Regions from separate parts of the Mus musculus genome. Here region 1 is linked to region 2. A link is a contact called in public Hi-C data. All regions are on one chromosome and are shown on one strand. Each heading gives the region's core, a stretch centred on a gene start, on an enhancer-like site or on the middle of the called end of the contact. The rest is flanking DNA. Distances are from core to core; before and after follow the strand shown.

Region 1 (5,558 bases), core at 1,172-3,671, 230 kb before region 2:
CATGTCACATAAAAAAGATGACACATGAACTTTCCTGAGAGTCCCCATCACAGGTTGTCTGTAAAGCATTCTGTTCTAGGAAGAAGCAACCGAAGTTTTGTAGTCTCCATGTAAGCCCTTACTCCTATGTCCTACCCCCTACCTGCCACCTGACCCAGAGACAGATTAACTCTTAGTTCTATGTTCCAGATTGCTGCCACAGGTCTGTCAAAAATAGCTTGAGGGAACAATACACTTCAAGTACAGTCACCCAAGAATTGGTAATATGCTTCTATAAAACTTATATTTCACAAGATGTGTTGTTGTTTCTATTTCATTCTTGTGAGAGACGTTAGAGGAAGGCAGGACAGTGGAGAGCTGAGACTTATGTTAACAGACAAGGAAACTGCTCAGAAAGATTCCCTGACTGGCTTTTTCAGATAACTTGTATTCAAGTTTGCAGAGCTTAGTCAAGCGTATATTCTATTAGAACAATAAATACAGCCAGGGATGGAGAGATGACCCAGTGCTTAACATTTGCTGCTCTTTCAGAGGACCCAAGTTTTCCCACATCAGATTACTCATAACCACTCCAGAGGATCTGACATCCTCTTCTGGTCTTTCTGGGCACTTACAGACATGAGGTGCATACACATAGACATAAACACAAATAAAATGTGAAATAAATCTTTAAAAAGCACCTTCAAATGTGTTCTAGTTTCTTTAAGGTTTTCATCTTTCCAATGAGTGACTGAGTTTTTATTTAACATAAGCATATAATACTCCAAGAACTAAAGTTACCCCAGAAAGCATTATGTTCAAATTAAGTGTTTTCCCATCAAAAGTGACTTTTGTAGTAGCTTTATTAAAGCTATTGAATTGTATCTCCAGCATGTCCTAGACATCATGAAAGCTCACGTCTCACCTGTCCCTGAGGTTTCCATTCATTTCAGAGAACAGACATGAATGACTGTCTCCTCTCTGTGTTGCTTTGGGAACACTGGCCTTATTTCTGGTCATCTAGGCTATTATTGACCCTGGTCTCCGGAGCAACCAATGTGCCTACTTGCCTTTCCCTCTCTCACTGTCTGTGGTCTTCCTTTTAGATCAGCATATAATGTGCTTGGCATCCAGCCTATTGCTTCCTTGTTCACTGTTTCTCCCAAAGGAAGAGATCATCATTAAACCAGCCCATTTTCTTGGGGAGACAGAAATCTGCATGTCTCAGTTGTCCATGGATTCCCCCACAAAAAAACTTTTCTCAAAACTCACCACAGTAACATCACTCAAATACGTATATAAAACCAAATCCATTTTGAGAATAGAGAAGTAAACAATTTTATATAAACCCCTTCTTCGTTGATAACTACTAGAATGTATGTTATAGATACTTGAAGGGGGTTCAGATCCACTCTTAGTTTTTCTAAAGTTAGACATAATGTAAGCACATATAATATATTGAGATGACTTGTTCTGAGGAAGAGGAATTTTAAGTATCTAAGATGCTGTCATAAAAGAGGCATTCACTCATCTTTAAAGCTGGGAGATAAGAATAAGATCAACTGAAGAGATAAGTGTCTAAGGAGTGTCAAAGATGGATGGGATAAAGGTCTCAGATGAAGGTTGGGAGAGGGAGGACCATATGCCCTGCTTTCTGGGCTCCTATAGTTAGCTGGAAGGTGGAAGCACTATCCAAGTGTGTGGGAGGTTGATGCATGGTTGCTGGGCGCACTTGCCTTACCCTTGACAAATTACAAGGCCATCTGGTTGTTAATAGATTCAATTTACTGTAATTTAGTCTATGGCATTAGTGGAAAGGCAATCACGAAGCACTTTGCTTCTGCAGACTATCAGAAGCAGCAACCTGGGATTTTTCATTCCCTGGGAACTTGGAGAAGATTCCACATGAAGCTTCTTGCCATCTTGCGCCAGCCTCGAAAGCATCCCAAGTTTGTCTCAGAGTCACTAGTCCTCCATTAACACACTTGTCCCTTTAATGTGATGAGAGAAAGCAAAGGCTTGCTGAGGGCTCTCAAGTTACGGATTTCCTTATCCTTCAGATTCCTGTGCTCCATCCCAGGTCTACCAAGTCGAGCAGGGAGACAGTCTCAGGACTCAGTATCTGACTAAAGAGCTTCATTCACATAGAGCTGTTTTCAGTTTGCATTTTTCTCTTCTCGGAAGCCAAGAGTTAGAAATGGTAAATGAGATGGTGACCTGAGGCCTCTTGGCCAGCTCTCCCTGCTTAGATCCACATGACTGGGCGAATAACAGAATTAATTTTTCTCCTCTCCTTCTTAAACACACACACATACACACACACATACACTTTCCTGTTCTCTCTCTCTCTCTCTCTCTCTCTCTCTCTCTCTCTCTCTCTCTCTCTCTCTCTCTCCCTCTCTCTCTCTCCCTCTCATAATCTTTTGTCTCTAAGAAGAACATCCTGAGCACCCCATCTTTCTGTTTGGGGTGGGATGGAAAGAAGAGGGGATATTTGGCCTTGAGCTTAAGCCTTGTATTCTAGTCTTTGCGATTTCACCCTACTGCTTTGGTGGTATTGGACTTTGACTCAGCTAAAAATCATAAAAACACATTCATGTTCCAATTGATCTGGAATTCATATGTTTTAGAAGACTACCAGGGCCGATCCTTAGCTCTCTGGATGCCATTTAATCTAATCAGGTATCTACCTTTAACCCTGATCATTCTAATAATTATTTTAGACCAAGCACATACCTAGAAGGCTCTCTCTCCTTCCTCCTGGTGCAGTAACTGGAGCCTGGGTGGATAGGGTAGCCTTTTTTTTTTTTTTTTTTTTTTTTTTTTAAGCACGGGCTATGGCTATTACCAAGTTAGAAGGAAAACAAAGCCAAATGATTGCCACAGTGAAGTGTCTTATGGTTAAGTATTTCTAGATGTAACTGTGAGATCCACAGGCCCAGGGCATTCACCAGAAGAATTGCTCAGAAATTGGTTTGTATTGGGCATCAAAGGCTGCCTGCTGAGTGGTGAGTGGCTATCTTCATGATGACACACAGGGCAATCAGATGGCTCTGTGCCAGTGGGGAGTGGGAGACGCTTCTCTGTCCATTCCCAGCCCTCTTTTGTTTTGTGTCCTTGGGTCCAGCCTTTAAAATGATCAGATTTAATAGCTCTAGAGAGCCTCTGCCCACTGTCCACTCTGATGGACTCAGCATCAGGGCTGAAGCTGTGACGTCAGCATGCCCCTCAGCGAACAGCCACAGCAGTTTTCTCAGTAAATGCAGAATAAAGTATTGTTTTTCTCCACAGAATTAATTTTAACTATGTTAAAATTAATGGCTCGTATTTGCAAAGTAGCTGATAAGATTTTGGGGTGCAGACAGAGGCTGTGGATAGAGCCTAGCCCATAGGAGCTTAATCCATCACTTCAATTTTCTCAGATAATCTTCAAATTTACTAGCTTGTTGTCTTGTTACTCACTTAAAAGACATATAGGAAAATGTCCCTTGATTTCTAAATGCCAGGCTAAGAGATGGGAAAACATAGAAGGAGAAAAGACGTCTTACAAGTGGCTCATGGTCTTATGGGAAAACAAATATGACTTCAAGCTCTGAGACCAAGATGGGAGGTTAGAAGGGCATCAAAGTGGGTGTGAAGGGCAGTGAACATGGGAGCTGCTGAAGAGGGGCTGAGAGGTGGGGTTCTAGAACGGAGTAGAATTTGACAAGTGCTGATCAGCAAGCTTTCTTACTTTAGGAACTGACAGAGATCAGCCACATACCGGTAGAGGACGGTATTGCCGGCATGTGGAGAAGCACAGACCAATTGGAAAACTGAAGATTTACCTAACTAATTAGCACTGTGTTGGATGGATGTGATAACAGTGACTGAATCATGCTGCGTACGAAGAGGGACCTTCTTCTGAAGCCAGTAGATACCCTTCTCTATCTTTGTATATGTAGCATTACTTAAATTTTCCCTTTGGAGATGGGAATGTGTGGGGTTTTTTTTTTGTTTGTTTGTTTTTGGTTTTTTGTTTTTTATTTTTGGTTTTTCGAGACAGGGTTTCTCTGTGTAGCCCTGGTTGTCCTGGAACTCACTTTGTAGACCAGGCTGGCCTTGAACTCAGAAATCCACCTGCCTCTGCCTCCCGAGTGCTGGGATCAAAGGCATGTGCCACCACACCCGGTGGGACTGTGTTTTTCTGTGCCTCCACTCCTTGAGTAAAAATTTATACAGGGCTGGAGAGATGGTTCAGTGGTTAAGAGCACTGACTCTTCTTCCAGAGGTTTTGAGTTCAATTCCCAGCAACCACATGGTGGCTTACAGCCACCTGTAATGAGATCTGATCTCTCTTCTGGTGTTTGAAAACAGCTACAGTGTGCTCATATAAATCAATAAATCTTAAAAAAACAAAATTATACAGTCTCAACCTCTCCAGTGAGAGGCAGCCATTGTTGAACTATTTCAATTATATCATGTAAGCCAGCAAAAGAAATCTTTTATTATTAAAATTCACAGGGATATGCATCTGACTTGTTTCTTACCACTATCCTTAGCATTTAGAACGGAGCCTGACACGAAATAGGTGCCCCATCAATATTTATTAGATGTTTAGTGTCACATGAGTGATAGTATCCATCCCCTATGATAATAACAGAGAACACAAAATTAGATTCTCTGAGACATGTGCAATGACACAATTTAAAATGGGCCAAATAAAATCCTGTGACTAGTGACATGTGAGATTTTTCTGTAGCATTTATAAGATCATCTTTCAGGGATGCTTCCCAACCTTCCTGATGCTTTGACCCTTTAGTACAGTGTGTCATATTGTAGGGACCCCTAACCATAAAGTGATTTCCATTGCTACTTCCTGACTGTGATTTTGCCTGTTAGGATTTGTAATGTAAATGTTTGATATGCAGGATATCTGATATATGACCGCAAAGGGGTTACAACTCATAGATTGAGAACCAATTAGTATAATCTACAGTAAATAGTTATACTGTTCAAGAGGATTCACTACTCTCAAAAAAGGGTGGCCATGTATCTGTGCCCTGTTCACTAGTGTGACTACTCTATAAATACGTTCAGTGACTTAAAGAAGAGGACCATTCCTTGAATACCACCATTTCCTAGATGTCCCCCAAACTAAAATAATATAATGTGTAGAGTATGATAGCTATTTTTTTCAAAGTTTATTTTGTAGTTAAAAATCCCACATTAACAAGAGTCTCCGGGCTCAGATGTCTTCGCTAGTGAGAACAGATTGAGAGCTTGAAGGTGAACTCTCATTAGTTTTATACAATGTCTTTCAAGAAACAGAAGCGGCAAAAGGAAATAAAGTTTTCAATTTGCTCAGTGAGGCCAGAGTTATTCTTATTGAAATAAACAGCTAGACAAAACAGTATTAAAGGGATAGCCCAGGCTGGATGAGGGTTTTGAAGTCTACTCTTTCTCCCTATGTTGGTACAGAGAACTCATTGCCTGGCCCCTTTCATCTGCATTTGGTCTTTCTCGACCACATACACTACCAGAAGGAGAGCCTGTCAACCTGAAGAGAGAATGGGCTTAAAGGATGGAGTATCTATCCA
Region 2 (6,280 bases), core at 2,086-4,585:
AGGCTATTGGTGATACTAAGTATTTTGACTTTTCTGTCTCTGGGAAAACATGGTAGAACTATACTTTCTGACCAGTTGCTGCTTGTTGGACCCATGTGGCTTTGAGTGGAGGTGATCTTTGCCATTTTCAGGACACAACCAATGTGAGACCTTCCCAAGTGATTCAAGTTGGGTCTATAACTGATAAAAATAAGCAGAGGCGACTGGTTTGTGCCATGGATATGCATTGTGAAAAGAAAAAAAATAATTTATTATTTTAAGCCATGAAAGTTTGATGACATTTGTTATTAAATTATATCTTAGCTTTCTCCTGACAGCCTTTTTCCGAATCTGTGCTGTAGAAGGTTTTGTCCCCTAGAAGGTAGAACATCTACTCTGGGTGGATATGAACACATTGGGTACTGATCTCATCCTGGAATCTGCCATAGCCTGGCTGAGGAGATCAGTAATATACATCAGGAAGAGGCAAACCATCATTTTAAGTACACAGCTTCTCCATAAACATGTTGGTTGCGTGTAGAAGTGTATCAGTCAAGAGAGGTGGACCAGGGGTAAAAGATGAACAAAACTCAAAGGGAGGAGTATCAAAGGCTGGGTGGCAAGGCAAGACTGGAGGCTTTGGAGTGAGCTGAGTCTGAATGAGTTTATTGCTATATAGAATGTTCTTGGTGGGAGATAGACTGAGCCACAAAGCAAGGTGAAGAGTGCCCAATGTCCTTAGTGGGGAAGTCCACATAAATAGTGACCATCTCTGAAGCATCAGGAAGGCTGTGTAGGCAGGGCTTCTATGCCAAGAAGAGCCTGTAGACCCTGGCCATTTACAGAGAAGGTAGCAGAGTGGATGGGTGGGGCAAAGCAGGTGAGTTAGGCATGCCTGCTGCAAGAGGCTGCTATGGAAGCTCACTGGGGGAACTCTGTCTTCAGTGGCAGCCGTTTCTCCCCTCGTTCCCTGCAGAAGGTAATAACCTGTCACCAGAGCAAATAAAGTCTGATTTACATGAAATTTAATGCTAAGCATTTTCCTTTATTCCCTTGCGCCTCGGTGGCAGGCTGGCAGTACCAGCACAGCCGGGCCTGCTGTGTGCAGTGGTTGGATTTCACTGGATAGAAGTTTAACAAGAAATTACTTCCGTGTGGCGGGCTCTATTAGTCTGGGTAGGGAGCCTCTGTCAGCTCAGCAATATGCAACCTGTTTCATTTGAAAGAGGTACAAAGTCAGATGGTGAGGGTTTGGAAAGCTGGGAGGAGAGGGGAACGTATAGGGAGAAATGCTCTCAGTTTCAGGGTTCTGGTCCTTGCCACTCAGCTTCACGGTGACTGTTGGCTGGGCCTCAGAAAGCCGCATCTGCATCCTTATGGTTACTTCTGTCATTGCATCACACACAACTGAACGTGTTCTTGGAGGACCAACCATGGCTGTGCCAAACACAGTGGCTACAAAGACACAACGGAGGCAGAATGTATACTTCCCAAAATCAGCTCCTCACACAAAACAACTTCCCTCCTCCTCTTTCTCCTCCTCCTCTTCCTCCTCTTCCTCCTCTATCAACATTCCCAGTGCATCACCCCAAGCTAGGGAATATTTCATGAACATCCTTGTACCTTGTTAAAGTCCATTGATTTAAAATGTCTGCATTTCTCTTCGGTATTTTAACAGACCCAGCATAAATGCCACCATCTTCAGCAAGCCTTCTTCATCTCTCATACCAGGATAAGACCCCTCCCCCACCCCGTCCGTGCTCCCAGTCAGTGCTGGGATGTGTTCCTAACTCTTCACTGCCTTGTTCTATGTAAGTGACTGGGCTTTCTGCCTCTGTACTACACAAACCCCTTTAAGGCTTAGCATAAAACTGTAGTGATTAGGGAAGAAAGCAAGCCGCCCCCTGGGGGGTTTCAATTTATTCCTGTATACTATATGTATTATGATTAGGGGGCTCTGTTGCCATAATCTGTTAGGGAAGAAAGTCCATGCTCAGAGTTAAACATGTATTCCATACGGCAGGTGGGCCATGGGGGAGGGGCATGCACACTGGCCAACTCTTCCTGATAGGGGAAAACTCAGAAGGCTGCCTTCAGAGAACTCACTAGCTTCCCCCATATAGTGCTAGCTTTCCTTTCTTTATTGATTTTCTCTGTCCTTCTGATCCCTGTTTAGCTCACCAAGCTTGCTTGCTCGATTAATTAATTGATTGATTGTTGATTGACTTCTAATTGGCCTGATCCACTCGCTTCCATCTCATCCCATTTCCTTTCTGGAATCTCTTTGCTATCTAACACATTGAAAGGGAGTCTTGCCTTAGTTTCTTGCCCTAGTGTTGAGATGAAATACCCCAACAAAAGCAACACAGGGGAGAAAGGGCTTAGTCAGGCTCACAGGTAAGTGATACAGTCGTCATGGTCAGTGGTAGCCAAGGCTCCAGGAGCTTGAAGAAGCTGGTCATATCAAATGTGCAATCAGGAACACAGAGCAGCAAATGCACGCTGCTTGTTTTCTCTATTTTCTGAAGGCCTGCATCCCTTGTCAGTAAATACTCCTGACCATAATAGAAATGGATATTTCCACATCACTTAACACAAATAAGATAATCCACCCACATACACACCTGTATGTCCAATGGCCCATCTCCCAGGTAAGTCTAAATTCTGTCAAGTTAGCATTTAATACGAATCATCACTGGGGGCTGATCAATGATCTCTCCATGGTTTATTCTGGGCCATGGAATCTTGGGGTGCCATCCTTTGGCATGTACTAGGTGTCTTTTATCGCCATATGAAAGCTTGGTCAGCATGGCTGTGTGGAATGGCAACTGCCACGGAACTGGGGATGGGAGCTTGGGACAGCAGGGCTGGCACAGAGGCTGGTAGCCATGATTCAGGCCTTTCCCCTGCAGAGAGCCACACTGCCTCTATGACACATTCATGATAGGATCTCACGGTTTCAGAATCTGCGGCACTGACATTCCACACATCAGCTTTTCTTGCCCCATGCTTGATTATCAGCTGCAGCAGAGCTGCACCAGGAGGAAAACCTGCTGCCCCAGATGCTGTATTCCCAAGCCTATTAGGGATGAGTTTTACATTTTTTTCTGCAGGCAAAGATTATCAATGCCATTGCTCATGCAGATAACTAGGAGTGGGCTGTCAATATTGCACTTATTAACTGTGTGACCCTCAGCCAGTCACTTCACCTCCCTGAGCCTCTACCCCTCCTCGGTAACATGGGAGGAAATTGCCTAGAAATGTTGCAGCACACAGGAAATGAAGACCCAGCTCCGGGTCTTGTGTGAACAGGATACCCAAGGCATAGCAGCTCCTGCTATTCGTAGTAAATGGACTCAGATCTCCTGTCTATAGCAGCGGGTGTCTAGCTGAGCATGTCTTGCCCAAGGGAGTTGAACAGGGGTCACTGGTCAAATGCAGGAAATAGGAGGTAAGCATAAAGCAGGAAGGCTCCAAGTAGATCCAAGTACAAGCTAAGGACAGAGATGGAGAGGGAGGGCAGTTTAGCTGTATGGATAACTAGATAATTGCAAGATGAAAGGGCTGATAGAGAAGGTAAACAAGATTGATAAAGGAGATTTAAAAGGAAAGGGAAGTCAGCCACTGCAAGGAATATAAATAGATCACAGTAGCAACAGGATAGATGCTGTGGATGGAAAGGGCCCATAAAACAGAATAGACAGAAAATATAAACAGTGCAAATAGTGCAATGGAAAGAAGGTGAAAATGACAGGAGCAGAAAGATAAGCACATTACCCAGATAGATGCTCTGACCAGCAGGGAGGAAGGAGATGACTGCATCACAGCTGGACCACCAATGAGTGAGAGGGAGGCTCCAGGATTAGCCATGCCTCCTACTGCCTCTGGCTCTGGATGCTAAAGGGCACCAGGACATGGCTTAGTGAGGAGACCCCAAAGCCAAGCTAGAATGAGAACACATGGAAACCTGGTCTGAACTTTGCCACTTTTTTTCTGCACTTGTTACAGAGAGGCACCTGAATGAGAGCCAGTCAGGAGATGCCAGCCCCCGTGGCTGGCAGAGAGGGTGAACGGCTTCTGCAGTCTTTGATGCTGGAGCCAGGGCTAGGGTGGTCAACAGCCTTAGTGGAGTTGTGTTCTTTCTGGGCAGAAAATTCTCTCCTCTCCTGCCAAGAACTGAAGCTATCACCCCAGTCCCTTGCCCACAGTAGTGCTACCAAGTGTCAAGAAGTGCCTCTCATATGGGAGTGTTTGGAGAGAGGACAGGGGGGAGAAATGTAGTTATATCAGAATCTCGAAAATTAAATAATGTGCCTCTCCACCACCACTCAGTGTTTCATCCAGATAACTGTCTCAAGTGAGGAATATAACTATCATTCATGACAACTCGTTATAAACATTTGTTTAATCTGGGCCAAAAAATAAAGGGAGTAATCTTGTTTCCTGTTTTACCTCCCTCCCCTCCCCTCCCCTCCCCTCCCCTCCCCTCCCCCTCTGTATCCCTCCTTCCCTCCCTCTCTACCTCCCTCCTTCTTACCTTCTTGCAATTAAGATTCAATAATTGTGTAGCTAACATACAATACAAGGCATTTTATAAGGACTAGGGAGTGCTATAGGCAGTGGGGATGAGGAAGAGTCAAGGGAAGGGGGTAAAGTCTGCAGGGAGCTGGTGAGTGGGTGAGTTCCTTGGGTGGATAGGGAATGCAGTCTAGGCAAAAGAGAAGGCTTGGCCAAGAACACAATGCATTTAGGTAACTACAAGTTTCAAAAGTCCAGCAATGGGCAGACGGTGCAGGGAATTTGTATGGATAATGAGTGGTCAAAGTTGGGAGCTTGGACTTTGCTTGCCTCCGTGGTAACCCACAGAGAGTTCTGAGAAGCAGGATAAAGTTAGAATTCTGAATGATGGTTTGTAAAATGACCAGGAGGATGCAAGGCTGGAGACTGAGAGGCCAGGGTGGATTTCTAGAGCCATGAATCTAGAGAGGAGAAAAGTGTACCACTCCCAAATCCCTTATTTTCTACTGTCTTTCCTCTTTGGGAAATAACTCTGATTCTTATCTCTGGTAGGTTCTGCCTTTTATCCTTCCATTCATTTTCTTTCCCCCTCTTACTTCTCCTTCCAGGGTCAGCTACTGTTTTTTTTTCCTTTATTTTTAAATTGGGTTTTATTTCATTTACATTTCCAATGCTATCCCAAAAGTCCCCCACACGCTCCCCCACCCACTCCCCCACCCACCCACTCCTACTTCTTGGCCCTGTCGTTCCCCTGTACTGGGGCATATAAAGTTTGCACGACTAATGGGCCACTTTTTCCAGTGATTCATATGCAGCTAGAGACACAAGCTCCAGGGGGTTACTGGTTAGTTCATATTGTTGTTCCACCTATAGGCTTGCAGATCCCTTTAGCTTCTTGGGTACTTTCTCTAGCTCCTCCATTGGGAGCCCTGTGATCCATCCTATAGCTGACTGTGAGCATCCACTTCTGTCTTTGCTAGGCCCCGGCATAGCCTCACAAGAGACAGCTATATCTGGGTCCTTTCAGCAAAATCTTGCTAGTGTATGCAATGGTGTCAGCGTTTGGAAGCTGGTTATGGGATGGATCCCCAGATATGGCAGTCTCTAGATGGTCCATCCTTTCATCACAGCTCCAAACTTTGTCTCTGTAACTCCTTCCACTACTGTTTTTAAGGATGTTATTGGTCCCCATAGCAACCTAGACACACCAGAGAACCTTTTGCAAGATGCTAAAGCCCGAATGGCATAAAAGAGAGAATACAAAGTCAAAGAAGAGAACTCCACCCTCCAGACATTCTCTCATAGAGTGGACCCAGAACCCTCTCACACCGAGAAACTGATTTGGACAGGCAGATACTATGGGGGGAGAAAAAATGGAGAGGTGGTTCTGGTAGCTGATGCAAAATGCAGTTTGACATTCGTTTCTGAGGTGTGGTGAATTATTTTGACAAATTCAGTCTTGCCATGTCAGTCATATGTTTTGTGCTTTTCCAACCTAACCCCTCTGAGAAGATCGAAGGGTCAGACGAACAGGACCATGTTTGCTGTCTGCCCCATAGCACGTGACATGGTGGGATACACTGGGTAAGGGCTCAGAAAAGCCATAAATGAATATCATTAATGAATGAAGCTAGACAGTACACCTGGGGGTGTCTACTTGCATATGCAATGTGATTAACTTTTTACAGGAAACCCAGGGAAAGCTGTCATTCAAAGTAATGCCTTGGCTGATTCTCCCACTGCTCAATATATCCTTTGAACTTCTCCTGGAATTATCTTTAAA

The links. Hi-C and Micro-C count contacts between places; a contact is called where the count stands out from the background.
Region 1: a contact with region 2 is called in a Hi-C map of the N1E-115 cell line, with 2.7 times the contacts expected there. The contact joins two enhancer-like sites. A contact is called at or near these places in 3 of 484 Hi-C or Micro-C datasets (the N1E-115 cell line, large pre-B cells and neutrophils).

The regions. Positions count from the first base shown.
Region 1 is chr1:159,905,559-159,911,116 of GRCm38.p6, reverse strand. All of the region lies in intron 18 of Tnr (tenascin R), which reads right to left. Among named protein-coding and RNA genes, the nearest start is that of Gm31667, 120 kb to the left of the region's middle. Within about 2 kb of position 2,421, at least 4 of the 459 cell types and tissues checked have an H3K27ac peak or open chromatin away from gene starts, as enhancers often do. A contact at or near this core is called in the N1E-115 cell line, where this site is marked.
Region 2 is chr1:159,679,221-159,685,500 of GRCm38.p6, reverse strand. All of the region lies in intron 1 of Tnr (tenascin R), which reads right to left. Among named protein-coding and RNA genes, the nearest start is that of Gm31348, 100 kb to the left of the region's middle. Within about 2 kb of position 3,335, at least 6 of the 459 cell types and tissues checked have an H3K27ac peak or open chromatin away from gene starts, as enhancers often do. A contact at or near this core is called in the N1E-115 cell line, where this site is marked.